Linked DNA regions of Triticum aestivum: all the other regions are linked to region 2. A link is a contact called in public Hi-C data. All regions are on one chromosome and are shown on one strand. Each heading gives the region's core, a stretch centred on a gene start, on an enhancer-like site or on the middle of the called end of the contact. The rest is flanking DNA. Distances are from core to core; before and after follow the strand shown. Region 1 has its middle 19 kb from the start of LOC123153641. Region 2 holds the start of LOC123148940 (Holliday junction resolvase MOC1, chloroplastic). Region 3 holds the start of LOC123148937 (external alternative NAD(P)H-ubiquinone oxidoreductase B1, mitochondrial).

Evidence for each region. A called contact is a pair of places that touch in the nucleus more often than the background predicts.
Region 1: a contact with region 2 is called in a Hi-C map of leaf, with 4 times the contacts expected there. The contact joins the enhancer-like site here to the promoter of LOC123148940 in region 2. A contact is called at or near these places in 2 of 5 Hi-C or Micro-C datasets (leaf and root).
Region 3: a Hi-C map of leaf shows a contact between it and region 2, with 3 times the contacts expected there. The contact joins the promoter of LOC123148937 here to the promoter of LOC123148940 in region 2. A contact is called at or near these places in 3 of 5 Hi-C or Micro-C datasets (all in leaf).

What each region holds. Positions count from the first base shown.
Region 1 is chr7A:647,410,842-647,413,541 of IWGSC CS RefSeq v2.1, reverse strand. No RefSeq gene overlaps it. Among protein-coding and RNA genes, the nearest start is that of LOC123153641, 19 kb to the left of the region's middle. Within about 2 kb of position 1,296, at least 2 of the 8 cell types and tissues checked have an H3K27ac peak or open chromatin away from gene starts, as enhancers often do. A contact at or near this core is called in leaf, where this site is marked.
Region 2 is chr7A:647,265,519-647,268,244 of IWGSC CS RefSeq v2.1, reverse strand. It overlaps LOC123148940 (Holliday junction resolvase MOC1, chloroplastic), which reads left to right and starts at 1,353. Exons shown (of 2, transcript XM_044568465.1): 1 at 1,353-1,519; 2 at 1,610-2,726. The coding sequence starts at 1,661.
Region 3 is chr7A:647,124,203-647,126,902 of IWGSC CS RefSeq v2.1, reverse strand. It overlaps LOC123148937 (external alternative NAD(P)H-ubiquinone oxidoreductase B1, mitochondrial), which reads right to left and starts at 1,431. Exons shown (of 11, transcript XM_044568463.1): 1 at 1,413-1,431; 2 at 954-1,104; 3 at 304-565; 4 at 1-205. The coding sequence starts at 1,063.

The DNA.
Region 1 (2,700 bases), core at 47-2,546, 150 kb before region 2:
TTCTAGAAGAAATAGACAGAAATATGCATGAACCATCTAACATCCAAACATTTATCAGGAGGACTTGAGGATTCTTTAGTCCAAACAGTAGATGAACAGCCGCCGATATGCTTTTCTACAGACAAAATCTCTTGTCGAAAACGCAAGACGGCAAACATCAAAACTAGCAGAAGCAGACCAAATGTGCATCTATTCTATCTAGCTAACATTCTCAACGATCAGGAGTTTCAGGAGTTCGACGAAGAATCACACCGACGAACAAAACGAGATGTTTATCCGCAGACAAAATCACTAGCGGTAAGAACTACTAGAAGTCTCGTGCAGAAACAAAGGTCGACCACGCTGCAGCACCAATGTGGTACCATGATCGGAAGAGGCTGGATGTTCAGGTGCAGCCCAGGATGGCCGTGGCGTACCAGGACTCCAAGAAGACGGCGGCGCTCATCTGGAGCGCGTCCTCCGCCGCCGCGGTGGCCTGGTGATGGGCGCGCGCGGCGTGCGACTCGGCCGCCTGTATCCACGCGTGCCGCTGCCAGATCGGGGAGTCGGCGGGCAGCAGCCAGGCGACGTTGACGTCGTCAAAGCACGCTGTGTCGTAGGCGACGGCGAGGCGAAGCTTCCGGGACACGTCGCGCTTGCGGTCCATGGCCTCGGCCCTGTTCACAAGCCACTGCTCCCAGCACGCGTGGGTCTCCTGCTCGAGGCGTGGGAAGAGGACGAGGTCCCTCTGAGCCGCCTCGCCGGGCAGCAGGAAGGCGAGGTGCTCGCCGTAGAGGGCGAGGAAGCGGGCGCCCGCGGTGTGAAGCTGGTGGTGCTCGCCGAGCATCGAGATGGCCTGGCTGAGGGGGGTCCAGGGGAGGACCGGCTGTTGGATCGGGTCGGCGATCTGCCCGACCCCGGCCCTGTAGTTGGCCAGGTTGCCACGGCGCAGGTTGAGCGCGTCGGAGGCGCCGCTGATGAGCCTGGGGAGCCGCGCATCCACGGCGTGCTCGTCGATGGCGTGGACCGGGTGGAGGAACTCCGCCGCCCTCCCCGCCACCGCCTTCCACTCCTCCCCCATCGCCGCCGGGCGCCGAGCGCGCGCCCGCTCTCTCTCTCTCTCTCTCTCTCTCTCTCTCTCTCTCTCTCGGCGGCTTCTCTCTCCTCTCGTGTAGCGTAGCGGTGGTGGTGTGGAAATGGAATTCTGGATGTCGCCGGAGACGAGGGGGAAATTTATAGGAGGACGGTGGGGAGATTCGAATTGACCATCTCTGAACGGCTAGGCCAGGGGGATTTTTCCGTGGCTGAACTGACCAACCGTCACGGTGGTGGGGTCCATCTGGCCAGCCTGGCTGATCTGTTACGGCCGTCTGGGCGTCACGCTTCCACGCGTGCGTCAAGATTTGTGAAATCTCAGGGAGGTCTTACGGTATCCTTTAGCTTCTTCTCGGATTCGACATTTTTATTTATCGAAAAAATTATAATTAATCTTTTATACTTCTGGGTTATCAGGCAGCTAATGAAAAAGAAGACATATATATGCTGTGATTCTTTCATAGCAGAAGCTTTGACAGTTAGGTTTGGGCTAAACTGTGTCAAAACTGTGGGCGGTAGTAAGGTCATGATCAACTTGGACAGCCTGGAGGTAGTAGAAGCTTTGAGAAATAGCAATTCTTCTTCGGTGGCGAGCGCAATTATTTATGATGGCTATTTCATGTCCTCATATTTTTAATCATGTATCTTATGATTATTGTAATAGAGAGTGCAATAAAGTAGTGCATGAACTTGCTAGTCTAGTTAAATTTTATCCTCCTTCAGTATGGATGGATTCGACCTGCTGAAATGCTTTCGTTACTTGTAAAGGATGCTACAATTTTGCTAGATGAATAAAGGAGAAGTTTTTCAAAAAAAGGGTTGCTATGATTTTTTTTGTCAATTTAGAACTTTATTCCAACTTCCAAGACATGTCACTAACATCAGTGTGCAAGATTGCACACTAAGTGAGCTGATAACAACTTTTACAAGGCAATTAGAAGCATCATGCCACACACCTAAGCAGGTACCAAAATCAAAAAGATTGTAAGCATCCTGAGCTTGCTTGTGAGCAATCCCGTTGTTCTTCCTTTTTAACTTGAAGATTCTAGCATTAGTTCCATGAGTGAATTGAATAAACTGGTGAAGACGAGGTCTTATCATCCAATGCCTTAGGAACTTAACTGGGTTCATTTTTGTACTAGCTTGTGGAGCAGTTGACTATCTATTAAGAAATTTGGCTCCTCTGCTTCCATTGCTTTCGCTACTTGTGCTTCCAGCTCAAATGCTTACGCCTCAGCCTGCAAAGGGGGACACTGTCATGGAAGTCCCCTTAATGAAGATGGCACGCTTGTTGTCTCCATTATGCCATTGCACGAATACTCTAGGCCCCGCTTTACTCTTTAAACTTGAAAAATAATTGAATCTCTACTCCTAATTGAGCAGTTGGTAGTCTCGCTTCCAGGTTTTTTTTCGTCCCACCTCCTATGATTTTTTTTGGTACCTCCTCCCACCTTTGCTGGTTTTTTTTTGTAGATTTTTTTCGTTCCCTCCCCCCACTTCCTCGGTTCATTTTCGCGTCACCCTCTCACACAACGAAAGAAATCTGAACATATCAGAACTTTCCATACTGGCGCAAGTTATTTAGTAATGTAGAATCAATCATGAACAATCTCTAAAGATCAAATC
Region 2 (2,726 bases), core at 104-2,603:
CTGTTTCCGGAGACCGAAAACGTCCGACGTTTGACCGGCTACTATTGCCGCTATATTTATCCGTTAGGGCGTCAAACGGATTCCAAATGCGATGAAACTTGACAGGCGGTCTATCTACACTATAATAAGACAACACGCCAACTTTCATTCCATTCCAAGAATATTTTTCGGTCACCTATAAAATAATATTTTAGACGTGCCGCAGGCGCGTGCAAGTGTGTCTAGGCTCAGAACGGGCAATGGAAAGAACTGAGAAACCTAGACGAATGCAAGTTTAAAAAAATATGATGATACAATGCACATGTGATGACATAACAAGATGCAACACACAAGCAAATGGCATGGCAATGACAACGAATAACTTGAAGACACCTGGCGCAACGGTCTCAGGGCGTCACACATATACTATGACGTCGCAAGCAAGCACGTACGTTTTGAGTGGCAATTTAAGAATGGTTGATGGCGTTGGCGTGTGCTCGCCGGCACATTCGAATTCAGATCGGCCGAGCCCTTAAACAGGAGGGAAACAGGGGAGCTCAGCTCTGGTTCTCTGCCCATTTTCCGCGTGCATCCGGGCGCTGATTTGTAGAGTACCGGTGGAAAGCGGGCACGCAGGCGCAGCCTCAGATGCGTCCCTCCAAGGAAAGGAACAAGTAGTGTTCAAAGAAATAAATAAGAAATGAGCAAGTACTGGGAGAAGATTCAAGGAAGTATGGTACACATTTTCTACGGTACTAAGTACTCTCTCCATCCAAAATATAGTGCGTCCGCGCTTTCTGAGATTCAACTTTGACCATAAATTTAACCAGCGAGATCAATTGCGGCGGGAGAAAAAAATTTATATAATTGAAAACTTCTTTTAAATACGAATTCACTGATATAATTTTTGCTCCCGCCGCAATCGGTCTTGCTAGTTAAATTTACGGTCAAAGTTGAAGCACGTGGATAAAGGAAGCACTACATTGTGGAATGAAAGGAGTACTTACTTACACGTGCGTCGGTAAACACTGAAATACTCCATCGTTGTAGTGCGTGACACTCGTGGTAAGCAATCCAAACTTGATGGAAAAAAAGGTTTACTGCTCACCTGTATTCATTGTTGGATTTTGTTTCCACGAACATGGAGTAGTATATATATATATATATATATTTTGCCTAGCACGCCTTTGAAAAGTAATCTTTCCTCCGCATCATGCGGATGGGGCGAAAAGCAGAGGAGGGAGCGACGTTTGGTGGACCCACTCAACGTCTAGCGAACGTCGACTACTCCTCCTCTCCTTGCTCCCCTCCCCCCTTCCGCTCCCTTGCCCCAACGGTCGACTCGCGCCTGCCTCTTAAACCCTCCCCTCCTCTTCCCCTCCGCGCACGCGCCGCATCCGCATCCGTTCCCCCCTCCCCACCCCCATTTCAAACCAGGCGACGAGAAACAAATCCCCTCATAATCCTCCGACCCAACCACCAAACCGCGCCCCTAATCACGCAGGAATCCTTCATCAATCGCTCGAGTCCACCCATCCAGGTACCCCGCCGACCCCTCCCCAATCTCGACCCGCTAATCGCTCGCTCGCTTGTTACCGGCTCTGATCCCCGTTCGATTTCGCCGCCGCAGCGGAAGGAGACGGAGGGTAAGGGGGGAGCGTCCCCGGCGGCGGCGGCGGCGATGATGGAGGAGGACCCGCTGATCCCGCTGGTGCACGTGTGGAACAACGCCGCCTTCGACGGCTCCAACTCCGCCTCCTCCAACGCCTGGCACGCGCACGCCACGCCCGTGCGCAGGGGCGAGAAGGAGAACCGCCGCCCCGCTGAGACCGACGACGCCGACGCCGACGCCGAGATCGCGCGCATCGAGGCCGAGATCCTGCGCCTCTCCTCCCGCCTCCACCACCTCCGCGTCTCCAGGGGCCACGACGCCAACGCCAAGTCCACCGGGACGCGGCCGCGGGCGAAGGGGCTCGGCCTCGCCCCCCTCGACGACGACCTCCTCGCCGCCGCCGCGGACCCCGACAACCTGCTCCCTCTCCCGGAGAAGCAGCAGCCCCCGCCCCCCGCGCAGAAGCCCAGGCCCGCCGCCAAGCAGCAGTTCCCGGCGTCGCGGGGCGGCAGGGGGCTCAGCATCGGCCCGCTCGACATCGCCGCCGCGAACCCCGCCAAGGCCCCCGCCGCGCGTCAGCAGCAGCAGCAGCAGGGCGCTGCCCCCGCAAGCCGCATCCTGAAGCCGATCAAGGAGCCGCCCGTGCAGCGCCGCAGGGGCGTCAGCCTCGGCCCGATGGAGATCCAGCACGGCATCAGCGGCGGCACCAAGCCCGTGGCCGCGGCGGGCGCGGCGCGGGTCAAGCCGTTCCCCGGCAAGCTGAACGCCATCCGCGAAGAAGGGCAGGCTTCCAGGCAGCAGCCCGCGGTCCCCGCTAAGCTCTGGCCGTCGAGCAACGCCAGGCAGCCGCTCGACAGCAGCAAGCAAGGCACGGCGGCGAGCAGGGCCAAGGCGAGGAGCTCCAGCATGAGCCCCAGGGCGAGGAGGCAGTCCATCGCCAGGGCCACGAACAGCACGAGGGGAGGCGTCGCCGCGTTCGGGGCCGCCAAGGTGGTGGCCGACGAGCCCACGCCCAAAGCTGCCATGAACCAGAGCAGCACTGCGTCCACCTGCAGGAGGCCGGCAGGGAGCTCCAAGGTCCGGGTCGTCCCGAGCCGCTACAGCCTCATGCCCGGCGCGTCCCTGGGAGCTGCAT
Region 3 (2,700 bases), core at 182-2,681, 140 kb after region 2:
TCAGAAAGTGGCAATGCTCCATCACACCAGGAGTGTTAAATGTATTGACAGTAGCCCCAAGAGCGACGACCAAGTAATCATAATCAACCATGAAATCGCCATTCCCATCCAAATTGGTACCAACAGCAGAGCGGCAGTGGACGGCTTTCTTCGTCGGATCGATTTTGAAGCACTCTGCTTCATAATACGCGACATCTTTCCCCTTCTGCAAAAAAGAAGAGCGAGAGAGGCAGCCACTGTGTTACTCCACAGCTCTGCATAACACCAACCACAAGAGCATCAGTTCAGCAGCCACGGTGTTACCTTCTCGAACATCCTCCGTATCGGCTCGACGACGCTGCGCGCCTCCACGGTGCCGCAGGTGACGCTGGGCAGCAGGGGCGTGAACGCGAAGTAGTTGCGGGGCGAGATGACCTTCACCTCGTAGCGGGAGGAGTCGAGGTTCTTGAGGAAGGAGGTGCCGGCCCAGCCGGTGCCGAGCACCACCACCTTCTTCTTCCTGGGCGGTGGCTCCGGAGCCTCCTCCGCCCTGGCGGAGTCGGCATAGGCCACAATGCCTCCGCCGCTGCAAAGCCAGTGAAGAAAATCTCTGAGGCTCGCAAATGCGGCCAGCCACCTCGATCCGGAAGAACAGTGGTGGATTTTGGGGACAAAATTCAGACAAAAATGGACTGTTCATGAAGTACAGGGGATGGTGTCTGTTCATGGAGTAGTACATCGGACGGATGGATGGATGTCCACTCCATGAACATCACCTCCCTGTTGACCAAGATTATCTAGATTCTAGAGTGCTAGACCAAGGACGCAGCTACGAGAAAGAACAAAAAGAGAGAGGGTAAAGCAGACAAAAGGGGCGGCGAGGAACAGTGGATCACCATCATCACGCAACGAAAGGGGAAAAGAAATGGAAGAACTTTAGAGGGGGCATGGGGGATCGGGGGTGGGGGACGCACCTGGCGGCCGTGAGGAGGAGCGCCGCGGTGGAGACGCCGGCGGAGGAGGGGCGCCGGATGTCCTCCAGGAACCTGGCGGCAGCGCGAGAGGCGAAGAAGGAGAAGCCCATCCTGCTTCCTCCGCTGCCCCAGACCTCTCAGCTCAGCCTCACTGCTAAATCCAAATCAGGCTGATCAGGCCAGGTACTAGTGCAGTACTATAGTCTATAGATAGGTAAAAGATTGAAGGGTGTGGCTAGGTCTCAGTCGGATTTAACCACAACCAGTCAAGTGATATAACATACAAGAAAAATAAGAAAAAAGATCCAGTCAAGTGATATAACATGCAAAAAAGAAAACTAAAATAAAAATTTGCACGGATTTAAACGTAAGGTCTCACGGATATAGAATCGACTGAAACTTAACGAAGCAGGACTGGAGATCGAAAGCGATGTGGAGGGCAACAGGCCAACTGCCTACCTGCTCTGCTCTTTACCTGGCCGCTGGGCAATGGCAATGCTCACCGGTCTTTGCACAAATCAAATGATTATCAACCTCCACACTCTGGGGATAAGATCTGATTGATCGATTCCTTGGTAACTTCGTCTGGATCTGATCTGGTGCACATGCGCTGACCCACACCAGCACACCACCGCCAGTGACCACTGCATCATGTTTCTTTCTCTATCTTTATTCATATATACACGATCACCACACCAGCAAGGCACCACTGATGATGGTTAATTAGATCTTGAGTGGTTTGACCTGACATAATAAGCAAGCAAAAGTAACATGCTTAGCACATCCCCCCTAAAAAAGACATGCTTACCACTTGATGCTGCCACTAGCTACAAATTCTGCCGTGGTCAGATGTTTATGAAAATACGTACACAAGTGGCAGGCTATGCTGAACTTATTTACAGTGACAGCCCGTGTACAGAGGGACACATGTTCAGATCTTTTCAGATGCAGAGAATGACAGGCAAGTCGACATCTGACAATAGATATATATACAAGAAGAATTTGGCCTAAAAGGTACAGTTTCCAGGATTCATTCCTGTTGAACCACATACTGTTGTACTACATGGTTTAGTTTTTCTCATGCCTAAAAGGGAGTAAACTCTTAAAAGCAGTAATGAAGATGCTAGGACAATGCACAAGGAAAAAGTGGGAAAACATAACACTGTAAACTGTTGCTGATCTTCCAGCTGATCACTGCAATGCTGTACTAAATGAAGATTGTTGAGAGCAACAAAAAAAAAGAAAAAAAAGCATAGCAAGTCTCAAGTCTCAAGTCTCAACCTACTACACTATATTCATACGGCCTTGTTCCCCAGCTATTGCACTGAATTATGACCACTTCGTTCCAGGCAAAACACCAATAAGGCAACAATGTTGATTAATAAGAAACTGGATCAAAAAGATCTTCGTCAATTACAGAACTGAACACCCAGCCTATCTTGCAAAATCTGAGGGGTAAAGGTCTGGTGCCTTGGTAACTTCCTTTGGATCTGGTGCACAGGCTCTGACCCACAACAGCACACAACCAACCAACACCGACAACTCCACTATGTTGCGTATTTATACATGATGACCACACCAGCAAGGCACCAAATGATGGTTATTTAGAGACGCTTGGCCTGACGCACAACATAGGTAGGCAAACATGACATGGCCTGATGCTGTCACCAGCCACAAATTCTTCCGTCACACCGGTGACAGGCTCAACTGAATTTACAGTACAAGACATGCTACAAAGAACTTGTCC